Linked DNA regions of Mus musculus: region 2 is linked to region 1. The links are chromatin contacts, called in public Hi-C maps. All regions are on one chromosome and are shown on one strand. Each heading gives the region's core, a stretch centred on a gene start, on an enhancer-like site or on the middle of the called end of the contact. The rest is flanking DNA. Distances are from core to core; before and after follow the strand shown.

Region 1 (3,371 bases), core at 197-2,696:
TCAGTTAGCAGTTACAAATATGCCTTATAGAAATGGCTACAGGTCAATCTAATTTATTCAGTTTCTCTGTGGCTTCGAGGAAGCTGTGACATTTGGGGGGGGCAGGTATAACACCTTCAGATATACCCCCTGCCAAGAGGTCCTAGCATCTGTCATCTAACTCTGACTTCTCTTTGTGAACCAATGTGAGCATGTACTGTTGAACTCGGAAAGGAAACTGAATGAGCATTAGCCCAGCTCACCGCTGACCACCCACCTCAGACCCCAATACAACCTCAGCATTTTAAATGCCCTGTGTGCCTGTTGTGGGATATGAAGGCTTCCCCTGAAGGATTGTGTATTAAAAGGCTTGGTATAAACTGGCATGCCTTGGGGAAGTGATTGGATCCTTGGGCAACCTGGTCTAATCAAAGGATTAATCCTTTGATGAAACCTTAATATTAATAGCAGGATTGGGAGAGGATGGAGAGAAGGAAACAGAGGCTAGTGTGAGGAAGTGGGTCACTAGGACATGCCCCAGGCAGATATACTATGTCCTTAGCCTCCATCTGTCTTTGTTTCCTATCTCTCTTAAGGTAAACAACTTTGCAATGTGGTGCTGCTGTGATGCCTCATGGCCCAGAGACAGAGAAACAGCTGACTCTGGGTGAAACCATGAGCCAAAATAAATATCGTCACTTCACCAGCATCTGCTGAAGTGGGAGAAAGGCTGGTAGCACAATGCATATTCCTGATTACTTCTTTATTGGTTGGTGTATCATTCTGGTTTCTGTCCCAGGGCTCCAAGGCTCAGGAGGCAGCAGGCAGGCAATATTTCTGCCTTCCCAGAGAGCACTTCTTTACTAAGCACCAGAAGATGAGGCATAAAGCAAATCAGTAAGCAATGTTTACATGTGTTCATTTAGTTACTCTTGAATTCAGTTTGATTTGTATTAATTTATCTTTAATTTATCCTTTATTAGCTAGAAATAAGTGCTTAGGAGAAAACTGATATGGAAGGAGACAGGAGTGTAATTCATTGGCTGTGCAAGGAAAGAGCTGGAGATTTATGGGAAAAGTTTTGTGTATCTGGAAGAGGCAAATTTCAGGCAGAAGGAATTAAAGTTCAAAGGCCCTGAGATGGGAACGAGCTTGCTAGTGTGGTGGTAGTAGAGGGGACCTGGGAGGAAAGATCATAACAAGGAAGGGCACAAGGCTGGAGAGGCCTCTAAGAGTTGTGCTGGATCCTGGCAGAGTGGGCTCTGGGGAATGAGAATGAAAATCTACATCCTTCAAGCCTGCATCTCACACACTGGCAGTGTGAGAACAGAGTGCTAGCATAGATTACCAAGAGTGAGGCTCAATGCTACTCAACATCCAAGCAGCCTGGCTTTAAGACACCCCGAAAGCCAAACTCCAGTTGGCTACAAACTCCATTCCCATTGGAACCTCTGAAGTCAATGTTCCAGTGACTGCAAACCCTTTTCCAACAGAAGATAGATGCGACATCTGCTGACAGTTGAAGCTGGCAAGGCTGAGAACCCACAAGGAATTACCAAAAATACCCAAATCCCTGTTCTTAAGGGAATTCTTAAGGGAAACAATGAGACTCTCTATCCTGTTCACCAGACTTGTAGTCTTCTTTACTAACACATCTGGATTTCTTTGAAATCCAAAGCTGCCTGTAGCTGATGAGTCACCATGTGGAATCCCAGGGGATGACCTTGCACAACCAATAGGCTGTTTCAGCCCTTCTGTTCCAGTGTAGCCTCCTCTCCTTAGTTTCCTCCTTATCATCTTCCAAGTGTTCCTTCTTATGTGAAGAGAGAGAGAGAGAGAGAGAGAGAGAGAGAGAGAGGGAGAGGGAGAGGGAGAGGGAGAGGGAGAGGGAGAGGGAGAGGGAGAGGGAGAGGGAGAGGGAGAGGGAGAGGGAGAGGGAGAGGGAGAGGGAGAGGGAGAGGTGGGAGGTAGGAGGTGGGAGGAGAGATACTCTTGCCTTTTTGTCTTTTGTTTTCCTGCTCTGGCACTTTGCCCTTAATAAAGTCTTCTTTGCCCTCCCTCTTCTAATCAATACGTCTTCAGATTCATCTCTGTGGCTTCCTCTCCTCTGCCAGGAGGCATATGTTATATGCCATCTTCTTCCCTTCCAGGCCTACACCTACTGGGGTCCCCATGGATACAAGAAGTGAAATCACCACGTAACCCTCCAATGGGGAGCTGAAACTTGGCCCAGGGAATGTGTCTTCCCTGTCTGCCAATTGCCCACAAAAGAATGCCACTTAAAGGGAGCCCGTTTGCTGGCATTGTCTGGCAGTATGGAATAGCCTAATTCTAACTGTGACTTGCCTGCCGTGCTATTGTCATTGGAACAAAGATGTTTCCTGAGTTGGAGGTGCTTTTGACATGACAAGGGTCAAACATGTACATATTCAATATCCATCCAAGTTGCCATTATGCAGAAAAGTCTGGCTTGAAATCACCCAGGCTAATTGTAGTTTCAGTCTAGTCCGGTCTCGGGAGTGAGATTTGAGGAGCCATAAAAAGTCATCACCCCATATTCACCACCTCGACACACACCCATTTCCTTTGCTCCACCTCAGAGTGAAGATCTGTACATGTGCCACTTTTACTTTAGGTTAAATACTTTGTAGCCTAGCAGAATCATCCTTAGTTGCCCCAAAATGTAGGGTAAGTCAGAGATCTCCAGATAGAATGAGTACTGGAGCCCATCAATCCATTCCTGCCACTGCTTCTTGAAGCCAAATAGTGGTGCCGTTGAAAATTAGTTCTGTAAAGTTCAGAGACATGTCTTATGAGACCGACTTGCTACCCACTGCACTAACAAAGCTCTTTAAGATACACATTTTAGAAATGGAAATCTAGCAGAAGCTGCAGGTCTTTGAGGGGCTTGCACTTCCTCAGGATGGCCGTGCTTAGTAATGTGAGATTACAACGTTTTAACATTCTTACAGCCCGACATCATCCTGTTCACCATCCCACTCTCTCCTGTGTGTCCCCTGGTCTTTTATATAACCTGTGGGTTTGCCTATGATTTTCCCATGGTGCCAGCTCTCTCTGCTCTAGCCTTCCTGAAGTCATACAGGCTGTGTGGTATGATGGCTGAGAACCTGTAAGCTGGACTCACATGTAGATACAGCCACCTTGGCACAGTGTGGAGAACTCTGCTTCCCTGAGCACCGATGTGCTTCTCTGTAAAATGGAGAGACTGTGAATCTTGTCCTACTGCTGTGACCTTGAAATCACATGAGATGCTCAGAGGTCTGGGGCCACATCTTGCACAACCAATTAATTCGTATGTACCCGATTCTGGCTTCAAAACCCTCCAGGCTCTGGGTCTCTTCTTTGGAAGCCTTCAGAAGGAAAATATATAC
Region 2 (3,525 bases), core at 461-2,960, 160 kb after region 1:
CCAGAGAGACACCTGATCCCTCTAAGTAGGAAGAAATTAATAGCTAGCATATTGCAGAAAACTCCTCAGGACACGGACACCACCCATATCAGAAGTATTAGGAGTCATGTGTGCAGAAGACACTCAGTGGCCAGTGGAGTAGAGATACAAGGTCTGCCTTTTGTTACTTCACCATGTCACATCCCCCTGACACAGGGCAGAGGCCCTCAGGATCCTTGTAGGTGAGAATATCCCAAGAGCATTCAGTAAAGATGTCGGTCCTTTGAACACTTGCCTAGAATACCCAGTTAGGTGAGTTCCTAATGGACCAATGTCTGGCATCAGAGAAACCAAGTCCCTGGCCCTGGTTCTCTCCCCTTTGAGCACTGTTTGTAAGCAAATCACACCCCACCCCCAGGCACCATGAATCTCTGTGATGTAGAGCAGGTTGCCTCCCCAGCCAGGGCTATAACTAGTGCATCTCTTTGGCACAGAGAGAGCATTTGAAATGACATGGTGACTTTTAGGTGCTTTTTGGTGACATGGAGTCAGTCAGTCAGTATTTACAGCAACTTGCTTTTCAGAGAATTATGGTTTAGTATTGTTGTGCACCCAGATATGTCTAAGTGTTCATTAGCCAGGCACACACACAAAAAAAGAAAAACCAAGAGAAGATTATTTTGACCTCATAAGCAACTTTTTCCTGAGAGTCTCACTGGAATAACTCTGGCTAGCTTAGACCTCTCTGTGCCTACCAAGCTGGCCTTAAACTTACAGAGATCCAAGTAGATGCTAGGATTAAAAGGCATAGACATACTTTAAATACCTGGTTTAGTGGAATGCTCTGGACGACTAATGATGTCAGCTGGTCACTACTCTCGAAGATCAGGACACTGCATTCCTAGGTCGGCACAGGTTCCTCTAGGTTTATACTTGTTAAGCTGGAATATTTATTAGGAACACCTCCATATGTCCCACACAGTAAGTTCTAGATCCTACATTCACAATGACCTCTGGGGAACCTAGTATCTTCTGTTCTGTCCCCTGAGATTGCTGTCTGCCGTTTGCTGTAGGTTGAATAGAGTCCATTCAGCATTCATCATGGAGTCTTGAACCCCCACCACCTCCAAATGCTACTGTACTTGGAGATAGGGTCTCTAAAAAGATGGCCTTTGTGGTGGGTCTGATGTGGTGTCATTGTATGAAGAAGAGGTTTGGTTACAGAGACACCAAAGGTCATATGAGGCAGTAGTCAGAAGGGGCCTCTGTAAGCCAAAGGAGAAGTCTTCGAAGCAAACCTGAAGCCCCTTGACCCAGGGCTTCTGACTCTAGAAGAGTAAGCTAATGGATATCTATTATTTATATTGACTACTTTGTGTGTTGCTATGGCGACTCAAGCAAATACTCATACAGTAATTAACCATGATTTGAACCAGAGCTAACCTCTAGCCTGCCCTCTCTTCCCTGCAGATGATCTTGAACAAACTTCCAGTCTTCCTCTAGCTCCCACATTCTGGGATGGTTAGCATGTAACTTTACACCCAGGTTATATGGTGTTGGTAATTGAACCTGCGGCGTTGTGCATGGCAGTCAGCACTGTACCAGCTGAGCTGTGCCCCCAGTTAAAGCACATCTCCATGCTAGAAAATGTTCAGTTCTCGCCACAGTCATAGGGTTCACAGTGAGAGAGAGCCAAGCTAGTCTTCAGACACATCTCATGGGAATGACTGACAGACAGGGTATACTGTAAGGGCCTGCTGACTTCAGAGGTCTTGTGTGAAAGGCATGAGTCATTGTCACCTCCACCCCGAGCCATTGCCTAACATCTAATAACAAACCTCCTGTGATGTCCTTAGAGCAAAAACCAGGAACCCAGAAATGCCTGGGGTATGCCTGGGGTTCTAAGGCACACCTTCCCCCTCCCTGTTGTCTCACCTGAAGCTTAATTGCTTGTTAGACTCTGGCCTTTGGTCTCTGTGGACTACACAATATCTGAGTCCAGCTTCCTGATCTTATAAACAAGACTTGTGATGGGCAGAAGAGTTTCATTTCTCTAAAACCGTAATCTGGCTCTCCTCAGATTGAACAGCCAGCCCAGAGGCAAGTGTACACAGAGTCTCTCTGACTCATGCACAGCTTTCCTTGTGGTGACCGGCAGACACAGTGCAGGCTGCTGGCCCAGAACACAGAAAGCACATGTCAACTGATCTGGCTAAATCCTCCAGTTCCCTCTGGGGCAGAGACCAGCTTCATTTCCAGTCATGGCTCCTGTGTTAATTTCTCTCAACAGCGTCTACAACCTTAAAACAACTAAAAGTGTGTGGGTGTGGGTGTGGGTGGGGTGTGTGGGTATGTTCTGCTGTTTGTTGATTTGGTACTGATTATTGCTGACTCTTTGTCTCTGGTAGACGTGATCCAAAGTGGGAGATGTCTTTTTGTGAGTTGGACTATATTCTCCAGGAGTTGTAAAAAAGAGAGGGCCATCAATGGCTCAGCGCTCTGCAGTGAGACCTTGGGCAGGTTGCTCCAGCTCTCTCTAGCCATCAGCTTCTCTGTCTCTACCCTCTGTCTCTTCCCTCAGGGGAAACTGAACTGATGGCTGCATAGGAGACAGACCCAGGGCCTGGAATGTGGAAAGGACTCAGCCATTATTAGTTGCTGTTGTTGGTGAGCATTTCCTACTTCCCAAACCCACAGGGCTTCAAAATTAGGAAAAGGGACATCAGGTCAGTTCATATCACGACTGTAGATGCTTGAAATTCCAACATATCTTCTGATCCCAAACATTTTGAGCAAGGGATGCTCACTCACACTGTAGTGTTTAGCTGTTCTAAACCTTGATTAAGTAATAAAGTTAATAAACCAGAGGAACAGAAGCTGTGTAGCTCCTGGGGAAAGAGAATCTTCGGTGGCCATCTCCTTTAGTGTTATTTTGGCTTCTAGTGACTCCTGAAGAATCCCGTAGGATGCAGAAGGTGAACTCAGAGGGTTCACCATCCAGGATCCTTATGGCCAAGTGTATCATGCTTGATGTCATGGTCTAGCTAGCCGAAGGCCTGACCCTGATAAATAACAGCTGTTTATTATAGTTATTTCAGTGTGTTTCCTTTGAGTGTATTTCTATACTTAAGAGAAGTGAGTTCCAAGGTTGTGGGGGTTTACAACTAAACATTTAGTTAAGGTCAATGTTTAGAGAGTGTGGAAGTTAGTTATGACCACAGTATAACAAATTACCCCAAGCTCAGTGCACAAAAAGATCAGACATGTATTTTCTCTGTGCTTTCTATTGGTTGGGGGTTGGGGGGGGGGGACTATAGATTGAGCCGTAGTCTAAGCTGCAGGTTGGTTCCATGTCTCGCGCCACATAGTTTTCCTCTTCTTCACACCTGAGTCTTATTCTTCTTGAGGTGGAAAGCCACAGAAGGCAATGTTCAATGATATCTTTCACTTCTGTGTTTGACATATTCTGAGAAACTCCCAGTAGGTCAACTGAAGTGGCCAAGGCCTAGCAGAACCTCAAAATCCCAATACTGGAGAGTGCGGGTC

Evidence for each region. Hi-C and Micro-C count contacts between places; a contact is called where the count stands out from the background.
Region 2: a Hi-C map of adipose-derived mesenchymal stem cells shows a contact between it and region 1, with 2.6 times the contacts expected there. The contact joins two enhancer-like sites. A contact is called at or near these places in 2 of 484 Hi-C or Micro-C datasets (adipose-derived mesenchymal stem cells and embryonic fibroblasts).

The regions. Positions count from the first base shown.
Region 1 is chr7:117,309,300-117,312,670 of GRCm38.p6, forward strand. The region is part of intron 2 of Gm39075 (a long non-coding RNA gene); the gene reads left to right. Among named protein-coding and RNA genes, the nearest start is that of Xylt1, 70 kb to the right of the region's middle. Within about 2 kb of position 1,447, at least 24 of the 459 cell types and tissues checked have an H3K27ac peak or open chromatin away from gene starts, as enhancers often do. A contact at or near this core is called in adipose-derived mesenchymal stem cells, where this site is marked.
Region 2 is chr7:117,468,566-117,472,090 of GRCm38.p6, forward strand. All of the region lies in intron 1 of Xylt1 (xylosyltransferase 1), which reads left to right. Among named protein-coding and RNA genes, the nearest start is that of Xylt1, 89 kb to the left of the region's middle. Within about 2 kb of position 1,711, at least 127 of the 459 cell types and tissues checked have an H3K27ac peak or open chromatin away from gene starts, as enhancers often do. A contact at or near this core is called in adipose-derived mesenchymal stem cells, where this site is marked.